2 separate regions of the Arachis hypogaea genome follow, and region 2 is linked to region 1. A link is a contact called in public Hi-C data. All regions are on one chromosome and are shown on one strand. The core of a region is the stretch at or near the end of the contact, and the rest is flanking DNA. Distances in the headings are between cores, read along the strand shown. Region 1 holds the start of LOC112750032 (putative potassium transporter 12). Region 2 holds the start of LOC112750036 (potassium transporter 6).

Region 1 (4,800 bases), core at 636-3,135:
AAAATACAAATTGGAATTTCTTCACAAACTTCCAACCCCTAATTTTTGTTGACCCTTTTTCCTCTTAACTTTAACTATATGTATGTTCACTTCTATCTTTCTTTCAAAAAAAAAAAAAATCAAATTATTAGAAAGAAAAGGAAAATGTACCCACTTGTACCAAATCCATGTATTTCACCTTGCAGCCCACTTATGGCAGACATCACTGCAACAAATAAAGAAGTATCATGGTTAAAATTAAGCTGCAAAACAAACCATATTTTCTTCACAACATCTTACTTCAACTTTGGAATAAGATAAACATTAAATTAAAACTCCAAGGAAATATGGCGAATTACTTTTGATCAAATGCATACATCAAATTTAATACAAAAAGTAGCAATCAGATGATACAGCTCAAAAAAAAAAAAAAAAAAAAATTAAAAGTAGAAATTCAACATACAGGAATGTTATATATGTGCTGATGAACATATGAACATTGAGCATTCATCTTTGAAAGAGTAGAATATGTCACCATAACTCTTCTCTGTGCTTGTCAAAAAGTTGTTTATTATGTACCTGATATTGCTGGGGTTAGAATACCATCTCCAATAATCATGGAAGTTCCCAGCAGAACCAACAATAACAAAAAGGTTTTCAAAGATGAGCTCTTCTCCAAAGTCTCCTTTATGTTTAAAGCCCTTTTCATTTCTGGAGTGGGGAGTTTGAGCCTAAAACTAGAGATATGTTCATCGGCTGGTTGACGATTCGGAAGCATATTCACATTTGCATATCTGCAGATCAAGGAGTATAGCGCAAACGTTCCTCCTACAGTTGAACCATTCAATGATAATAAATGTGGAATTTAGCTACAACAATGGTTAGAGGGAAGTAAATCTGTTACCTTCTCCATTGTCATTTGCTTTGAGAACAACAAAAACATACTTTGCCAATGGAATAAGAGCTATTGTGTACATTACTAGTGATAAGGCCCCCAAGACATCAACGTCCGACTCGATCGGAACCTTGCTAAAGACATCTGCAAAAACATAGAGAGGACTTGTTCCCATGTCCCCATATACCACGCCAAGAGTCTGAAATGCTAATGCAAGAGTGGGCCAAAGTGAAGCATCCTGATTTACATTAAAATACATTTATGTCTTCAACTGTATACTTGAGAGGTTTATTTGAAATTATGCATCACTTGAATTATTAAATGTTCAAATTGTTGGACGGCGGATACAAGCAACAAAATCAATGATATTGAAATGGTGGCTTCAAGTTCTTATGAATACCAAGCTCATTAGAGAAGTGTTGTACCAAGTAACTGCAATTAACGAGAAATTGACCATTGAAGAACAAAACTGATTTCATTGAATCCTTGAAGGATCAACTTGAGCCCCAAAATGCAGAACGAACAAACATGCATGAAACATAAAAATGACAAAATCACCTTGGAGTGTTGATCTTGACTCTTAGCGATGGCCATGACTTCAACATCCAAAGAATTCAATCTCTTGGGACCCTTCAAAAGCCTCCTCCTCACTGATCCATACCCTTCTCTACCCTCATTTGACCATGCAGGAACCTCCATAGTATCCACTTCACTGCCATCAACCCACCTTGACTCAATACTACTCCCTTCATTGCTTCCACTTTCCAGCAATCTCGCATTGCTCTCTTCAACCCCACCAACTTCCATTTCTCTCCAAACTCCCAAAGTGAATTGTCTGAATCTTTGAAACCTTATAATATAAACTCACTTGGGTCTAATATACTAAGGAGTTAGTGATCAAATAATATTACTAATCAAATTTGTGTGACAAATGAAATGAAGACAAGTGTACAAACCATAGGTGGATCAATGCTTAATTTTTGTGATGGTATGAATGATTGAATGCAGCATGGACAAGACTAATATGTATGTTGTTTTTATGGAAGATGCCATGTGATGAGAGTGGCACCTTAGACCCTACAAGATGGGTCTCTCATTTTTCTTTTGCACTAGTTTTCTTGCTGGACTTTTCTTGTCAGAAAGGACCTAGTATAATTCCAGCACAAGTCCTTCGTTATTATTACTTTATTACCTCAAAGGATAAACTATCCAAATATTTTTTGTATCTCCTAAATTAGTAAATTCATAATATCAATAGAAAATTATTTAGTGATTTAGGAATATGAAAAAACAAAAAATCAAAATAACTTTTACCGTCAAATATTATAATTTGTTTTGATAAGCAAAATATTTCAAAAGCTTTTAATGATATTTTTTAAAATATATAATTGAATAGCTATATAAAAATTTTATATAAAAATGACTACTAATTTCTAATTAATTTTACACCGTCATCATCACGTAGGCAATATTTATACCAAACAAATAAAAATAACACTATCAAATAGAAAAAAAATTACCGATTAATTGATATTTATTAAAATACCGATTATATTATGTGTACATTAATATTAATTAATAAAGTCTGTTATCAATATAAAATATATATCAAAAATAAATTAAATTATATATATACAAATACATTAATAACTGATTTTAGTATATGAATAATATTTTTTATTAAAATAATACCTTCTATAATAAAAAAATATCATCTGCTTTTATTAGATATCTATAATAAATTTTCTTCCTCTTGTGTTACTTACCATTATATAGCACGCACAACAAAATTATTGAGTATCCGCCAGATATCTACATTTGGTGATATGTTGATAAATATAGGTTTTTTTTTTTTTTTTACCAAAGATAGGAGATTTAAATCCGTAACTTTTTAATTGAATATGAGAAGACTATGCTATTTGAACTATAATTTATTGGCATAGATTAAAAAGAACAAATATAACAGATCTATTATAATTTAATAATATTTTTCTATCATAATAAATTTGTTGAACAAAATAGGTTACATCATAATGAATTTAATAAAGCAATAATTAGATTATACTCGTGTTATTGCTTGTACTAGTATTTAGGGTGTGTAAATATACTAACATCATATATTACGAACACTATAATATGAGTATATTTATTTTTATTGGATTGAATTAAATTATTAATTAATTTAAATTATATTTATTTAAATTTTGAGTTTAAAATTTTATAATTTTAAAATTTTAAATTATTTGAATAAAATTGAGTGAACTTAAAAAATAAAAATCAAATACAATATTATCTAAAATATAATATCAACGTATTAAGAGATTATGTACATGTATTGAATAATTTTAAAATTTTAAATTGTTAATTTTTTTAATTTAAAAAATTTAAGTCATTAATTTTTTTCAAATTAAATGTTTAATTAACCATATAAGTACAAGATTATAAATACGTAAATATTATGTTTAAATGATTAAATCATTACAATTATACACGTATGTCGGATACACTAATATTAAATCCATTATACTTATATCCTGAATTTTCTTTTAATTTACCATATTCCGAATACTGTGTATCCGATTTATGTTTTAATAATTTTTTTGGCACAATATCCAAAATGTATAATTTGTATTTAATATCTTAAATTATCTGTAATTATATATTTTAGTAAATATAATATTTATTTAATTTAAATAAAAAACTCAAAGAAAGAGAGTATGTGCATTTAATTGGCATTTAATGATATTAAATGACTCTTTATATTTATTAATGGAGTAATAAATTTAATCAATTTTAAAAATATTTTTAGTCAAACACTTTAAACTTTTGGAAATGTTTGGTAACAAAAAAAAATCAGCCAAAAATAGTCATAATTTATTTTATTTAGCATTTATTAATTATTACAACAATTAATTAATGTTAAATAAGACAAGTTCTGACTATTTTTTTGTCTTAAATTTTAAAAAAATTAATTAACAAATTAATTCTTAAAAATTATTTTCATTAGATAATACATTTTTTAAATTAATATTGTTGTTAGTAAATAACATCATTCGTGTACATACAGCGGTAACTAGTTATGTAGCCATCTATATATTTATCTATTTATATTTTATAAAAGTTGATGTGAAATTGTCAATATTTCTATACAATAAATTTTAGTTATTTTTTTTTTTAATGATGTCATATCAACATTTTTAAACACATGATAACATATGAGAATTAACCATATCTTTAAGAAAAAGAATAAAAAAATTAAAAAGAAAAAACTCTTACCTATAATTATTATTCAATTAAAACATAAATTACTAATTGAACGCAATAAATATATACATTAAAAATATCATAATAATCATAATTATAAAAAAATTTCGTTACAAATATTCAAATTTTACATAATTTAGCATACTTATACATATGGTACAAGACTCTTATTATTACACTATCACTAAAAAAAAATGTTGAGTACCGTTAGATTTTGCGTCGGACGTTAGCAGCGAGTTTTTCGTTGGATTTGGCAATAAATTCGTTACTCTAAAATATTGCTGTCAGAATTGATGTTCTGACGATAACATCGACGGTAATATTTGAAGGGAAAAAAGAAATTTTGGCGAGCTCACTACCATCGGATTTTCCAGCAGGTAAATCCGACGGTAACCTTGTTTAATGAAATGTTGCGTTTTGGGCACACGGAAAATGTCACCGTCAGATTTTTTCGACGATAAATCCAACGGTAATTAATCGTGCCCTTAACCAAAGAACGAACTGTAGTCTCCCTCATTTCGAATTTCTCCATTCTCTCTCTTCATCACCACCCCCTCTCTCTCATCACTGCCTCTACCTCTATTCTCTGTCCCCTCCTGTTGCCGCTGCTGCCGCTCCACCGTTCTCGGCGAGCCAGAACCTCTGCCGCCGGCCATGCTCAA
Region 2 (4,800 bases), core at 1,281-3,780, 200 kb before region 1:
CCCTGGTCCTGATCACCCTCAATAGTCAATAATCGACACAACACACATAACCCGAAAGCTCTTTCTACGATTACACTTTTGCCAAAGATTCCTGCCTAAAGAGAAATCCCTCGCTCTCCTCCCTTCCGACAGTGCTAGGCTTAATATATCCCCATCCCTTCCCCCTATTGATACCAAATAGGCAAATAGTATAGTGAAAGTGAAGGACAAGCAAGTTCTATCCCAATTCCTAAATAGTAAACTGCTATTCCTATTCATACCAACTTCACAAGAGAGCTCCCTCTTAAGCCTTTTTTTCTCCTTTCGGCTCCCAAACAAAAGGTTCTTCTGGTGACTTCGAGCCATCAATGAGTACTCCATCAATAGAATTAAGACAAGTCGGCAAGATGACACGAGCAAGGGGATAAATTACCAGTTAATCAAACAAAATTGACCGAAGAAGAAATGAGTTTAGCTATGATTTGGGAGGGGAGAAAAAGAAGGGAAAAAAAAAAGAAGGAAAAATTAAAGTCAAACAAGTGCAAGTCAATACTGTTGCTATTTTGCTCCTTTTTGATCTTTGGTCAAGAAAACTATGCAGAGAGTATTCAACCATGACCCGTCTCTTTAAATTATAAACCAACAAAACAAAAAGCACGACCAGGCGCAAGAAAATCTTTGAACTTACATCTATGATGCTCTCGGGACATTGAAAGCTCAAATCCTGACACAGCTGAGAAAACTGCAGAAAAAATTCAAAAACCCTCAATCAATTAAATTTAAACACAAGGTCAACACTTTCCATTTCAAAAATGAATAAATAAAGACACACGAAAAAGGGAAATTGTGATGCCATAAGAAGAATAATAATAATCACCAGAAAGAGCAGGTGTGAGGACCCCATCACCAATCACCATGCAAGTTCCAATCAAAGCAAGAACAAGAAGAATCCTCTGAAGCACCTTATGCTTCTCCAAAGTTGACTTGAGCCTTGATGCAAAGCTCCTCTCTGGTGCCACACCATAACCATCTTTCTTATACTCTGTGAGTTCCTCATCTGCAACCTGCACATTTGGCAGTGAATTCACCCTGGCATGGCGGCACAGCAATGAGTAAAGCGCAAACGTTCCACCTTCTCCATTATCATCAGCCTTAAGCACTATGAACACATATTTCACCAGAGGAACCAAAGTGAAGGTCCAGAACACCAGAGATAACACACCATAGATCTTATCCACGGGCACAGCATCACCAACTTCATCAGAGAAAGTGCTTCGAAATACGTATAAGGGTGAAGTGCTCAAATCACCATAAACAACACCGAGGCTCTGATATGCTAAAGTCAGAACCGTCTTCCATGACTCTATCTGAAAACAAAAAAAAAAAATCACAGAACAAAAGGAAAACGAAAAAAAAAATTAAAAAACTAAAGAAACCTCACATTTTTTAGATAAACCACTAAAAACAACGTTGTTCAAATCGAGAATACCAGAATCTTTCACAAACACCCCAGAATGAAATGAAGTTAAAAATTGAAACTTTGCTGGTTTTTCAGCATGCCCATGTAATTGTAATCTTTCTCTCACCTTTGAGTTTCGACGAGTTCCACCTTCAAGATCCATTCTCACACTTTAGCTCAAAGAACCATATTTCTTTCTCTCTTTTTTTTTCCCTCTTTGATGATGATGAATGAGTCCAATGGCTAAAACAAACTCCACGATTTCAAGTAAAAAAGGGAAAAACTTTTAGAAGAAAACAAAACTAAAAAGAGAAAAAAAAAACGCTCTCATGTACAAAGAAATTAATGAGAATATTAATTACTAATTACTAATATATACTATATGTGTATTTTTGTGTGCGGAAAAAAAGCTGTCCATTTTTTATTATTTTATTCTCTCTCTATGAAGCAACTCTCCAGATCCATGATGGGGTTCTAAACAAATTCAAGGAATCCATTTTTAAAAAAGGAGGAGCAAAATATAAAAAATAAAAATTCAACCTTTTAGAAAACACCTTCTCCAGTGTGCAAATAGTAACAGGAAGATTCACACGAAATGTCAATTTAAATTATTTTATTGACACCAATAGAGACTTGAAAAAAGAGAAAAGAATGGGTGGTATCTTAGTTGGGGTGCTATCAGTATTCAGTAGAACAAACAACCATTGAATGAAGGAAGCAAACAAGAAAGAAAAAGCCACACCTTATATGCAAAGCACTGATAAATACATTAACAAATTAGAAGGCTTTTAAAATATATAAATATATTATACGAGTTATTATACTATTTGCGTGCGTTTTTGGACAAAGTGAAAGTGATTAACGAAATTTGTCTACGGTGATTAATTATCACACGCTATAGAAACTAGAAAGTTAGGAACAGGAAAGAACTAATTTAACTAAACACACTGAGCAAAGTTTGATGGGCGTGGTTGGTGAGAGGTTTTTGCCTTTCGAGTTTGGAGTTTGAAGTTTGGAGTTTGGAGGCTCTGGCGTTAGTTTTTATTGTAAAAGCCATTTTCGATTACTAAAATTATGGACATTGGGTTCCTTAATAATTTTAACATCATAAATCGATTTTTAACCATTTGTGTATTCGTTCAATTCAGTCTCTGCAATTGTAACTATTTGACGATAAATTACATGGAAATATGTCAGGTATGTTCAGGTAAATTTATTTTTATTTTTTTACTCAATTTTTATTTTTATTATTTAAAATACTTTTCATATCTTCTTCGCTTTTCTCTCTTTACAGTTTACACACAATTAAACATAAATTTGGATCTTTTAAATTTTTTATTTTTATTTTAGAGAATAAAGTGTGATCTCTCACATTTGAATAATTTCTTTTTCATATTTTCTCTTGATCCATCTATGAAATAAATGGTGAGAAATCACACTTCTAAAGTAAAATTCAAAATTTAAAAAATCCAAATCCATTAAACATGGGGTGCACATGATCCGATCCGATCCGAAGATTCGGTCCAGACTCGAATAATTTGGAGTTAATTTGGTATGATTTCATTGAGTTTAGGATCGGATATAGGTTTCAAAAATAGATCCATCATTATTTAGGATCAGATTCAGATTCAGATCAAGACGAATCCAATTTCACATGGCCCATGTGTGCTTTAGAAGAACTAAAAAAGATATATATATATATATATATATATATATATATGTTTTAAATTAATTCTAATATTATGTTATATTAATTATAAGTTTATTATTTTGTTTTTAATCACATTTGTTGAAGAAAAAAGTTTGGTAACAAAAAATTTTCAGCTATAATTAGATAAAATTTTTCATAATTTACTTCATTTATATCACCTAATAACAGTTTTATTTTTTATCCTACTCTTTTATCATTTCACTTATCATATTTTTATCAACTCCATTTATTAATGATATTAATTATAATATCATATCCCTTACTATTAGACATTCTTGTCATCAATACTTAATATCTTTTTTATAATTTAATTTTTATATTTAAAAATACAATAACAATTAATAATAATAATAATAATAATAATAATAATAATAATAATAATAATAATAATAAAGAACCGTAATGATAGTATCAATTACATTCAATAATTGTAATTGATTCTTGCCCATTAAGACATTTATCATGACTTACTCGATATGAAACATGAAAACTACCCTAATATATGTCTTCCGTTAATTCAATCATGTTCATTCAAAAATCACAAGAATAATATCATTGCAAGCGCAATAGTGTATAAGTCAAGAAATTTTACAAGAACTCGTCTTTATCATTGCAAATAGTATGTCATTTGAATTCGACCTTAATACGGTACTTATGGCAGAAGGTGCTGAAAAATTTGAATAATAGACAGACTCACCCGATGAAGTTGTTATCAGTCAATCAATTTTCTAAAATATGAAAAACCACACTAACTTTAATGAGATATGATAATAAATTGATTTTTTTTGTGTGTTTTTATGTGCATAATTATAGTATAGTAAGTGTACTAACTAAGTTCATACGCATAACATTCATAAATCCATATACATAACATCCATAAATACATACAACTAACATTTAAAAATTAAATTCATGTTTATTAGATATTACATCCATACACATATCATTTTTTAGTTATTGCATAAATAATTATCAAGTTAAACATAATTTTAAATTTTATCATAATTGAATTTGAAAAAATGTCAAATTCTTAAATTAATTTATTCAATTGATAAATTTACTCATAACATCCATAAATTCATACATATAACATCCATAATTTTATATTAGTAATATTCATAATTTTGTACTCATAATATTCATAATTTCATACATATGATGTCTATAATTAATAAATTTTTATAATTAATATTACTAAATTTTAAACTATGCGTCTTATTATATTTTTTAAATTATCTCATATGTGCACTAATAAGTCATGATTTTAATCATTCTAGTATTTTTATTTAATATTCATATGTTTGCTTATTTATTGATTTTAATATGACGAATTAATAATTATTTTAAAAATTTTTTTTTTAATTTTTGTTTATATTTTATTTTTTATGTTTTATTTTCTAATAGTTTATATATAAAATATGAGTTGTATAATAGATGTTGTTAAAATTTTTTAATTTAATCTCCATAATTTTTGCAAAGAAATTACATTTTAATAGGTAATAATGTGATTGAGGGATGTTAAGAATTTGATTTAGGAGAAACTGAAATTAATTTTGGAACGAACATTAATGACTCAAAACACCCATAAAAAAGGTGGGTGATAAGGAGAATGAATGATAAGGAAGTGTATGTCATTGCTTATCAAGAGAAT

What was found. A called contact is a pair of places that touch in the nucleus more often than the background predicts.
Region 2: a contact with region 1 is called in a Hi-C map of an unstated tissue, with 2.6 times the contacts expected there. The contact joins the promoter of LOC112750036 here to the promoter of LOC112750032 in region 1. A contact is called at or near these places in 3 of 8 Hi-C or Micro-C datasets (leaf and an unstated tissue).

Annotation. Positions count from the first base shown.
Region 1 is chr15:26,246,798-26,251,597 of arahy.Tifrunner.gnm2.J5K5, reverse strand. LOC112750032 (putative potassium transporter 12) reads right to left here and starts at 1,885. Exons shown (of 9, transcript XM_025798529.3): 1 at 1,433-1,885; 2 at 884-1,112; 3 at 559-807; 4 at 155-205. The coding sequence starts at 1,681.
Region 2 is chr15:26,452,303-26,457,102 of arahy.Tifrunner.gnm2.J5K5, reverse strand. It overlaps LOC112750036 (potassium transporter 6), which reads right to left and starts at 2,530. Exons shown (of 8, transcript XM_025798538.3): 1 at 1,566-2,530; 2 at 857-1,346; 3 at 668-721. The coding sequence starts at 1,601.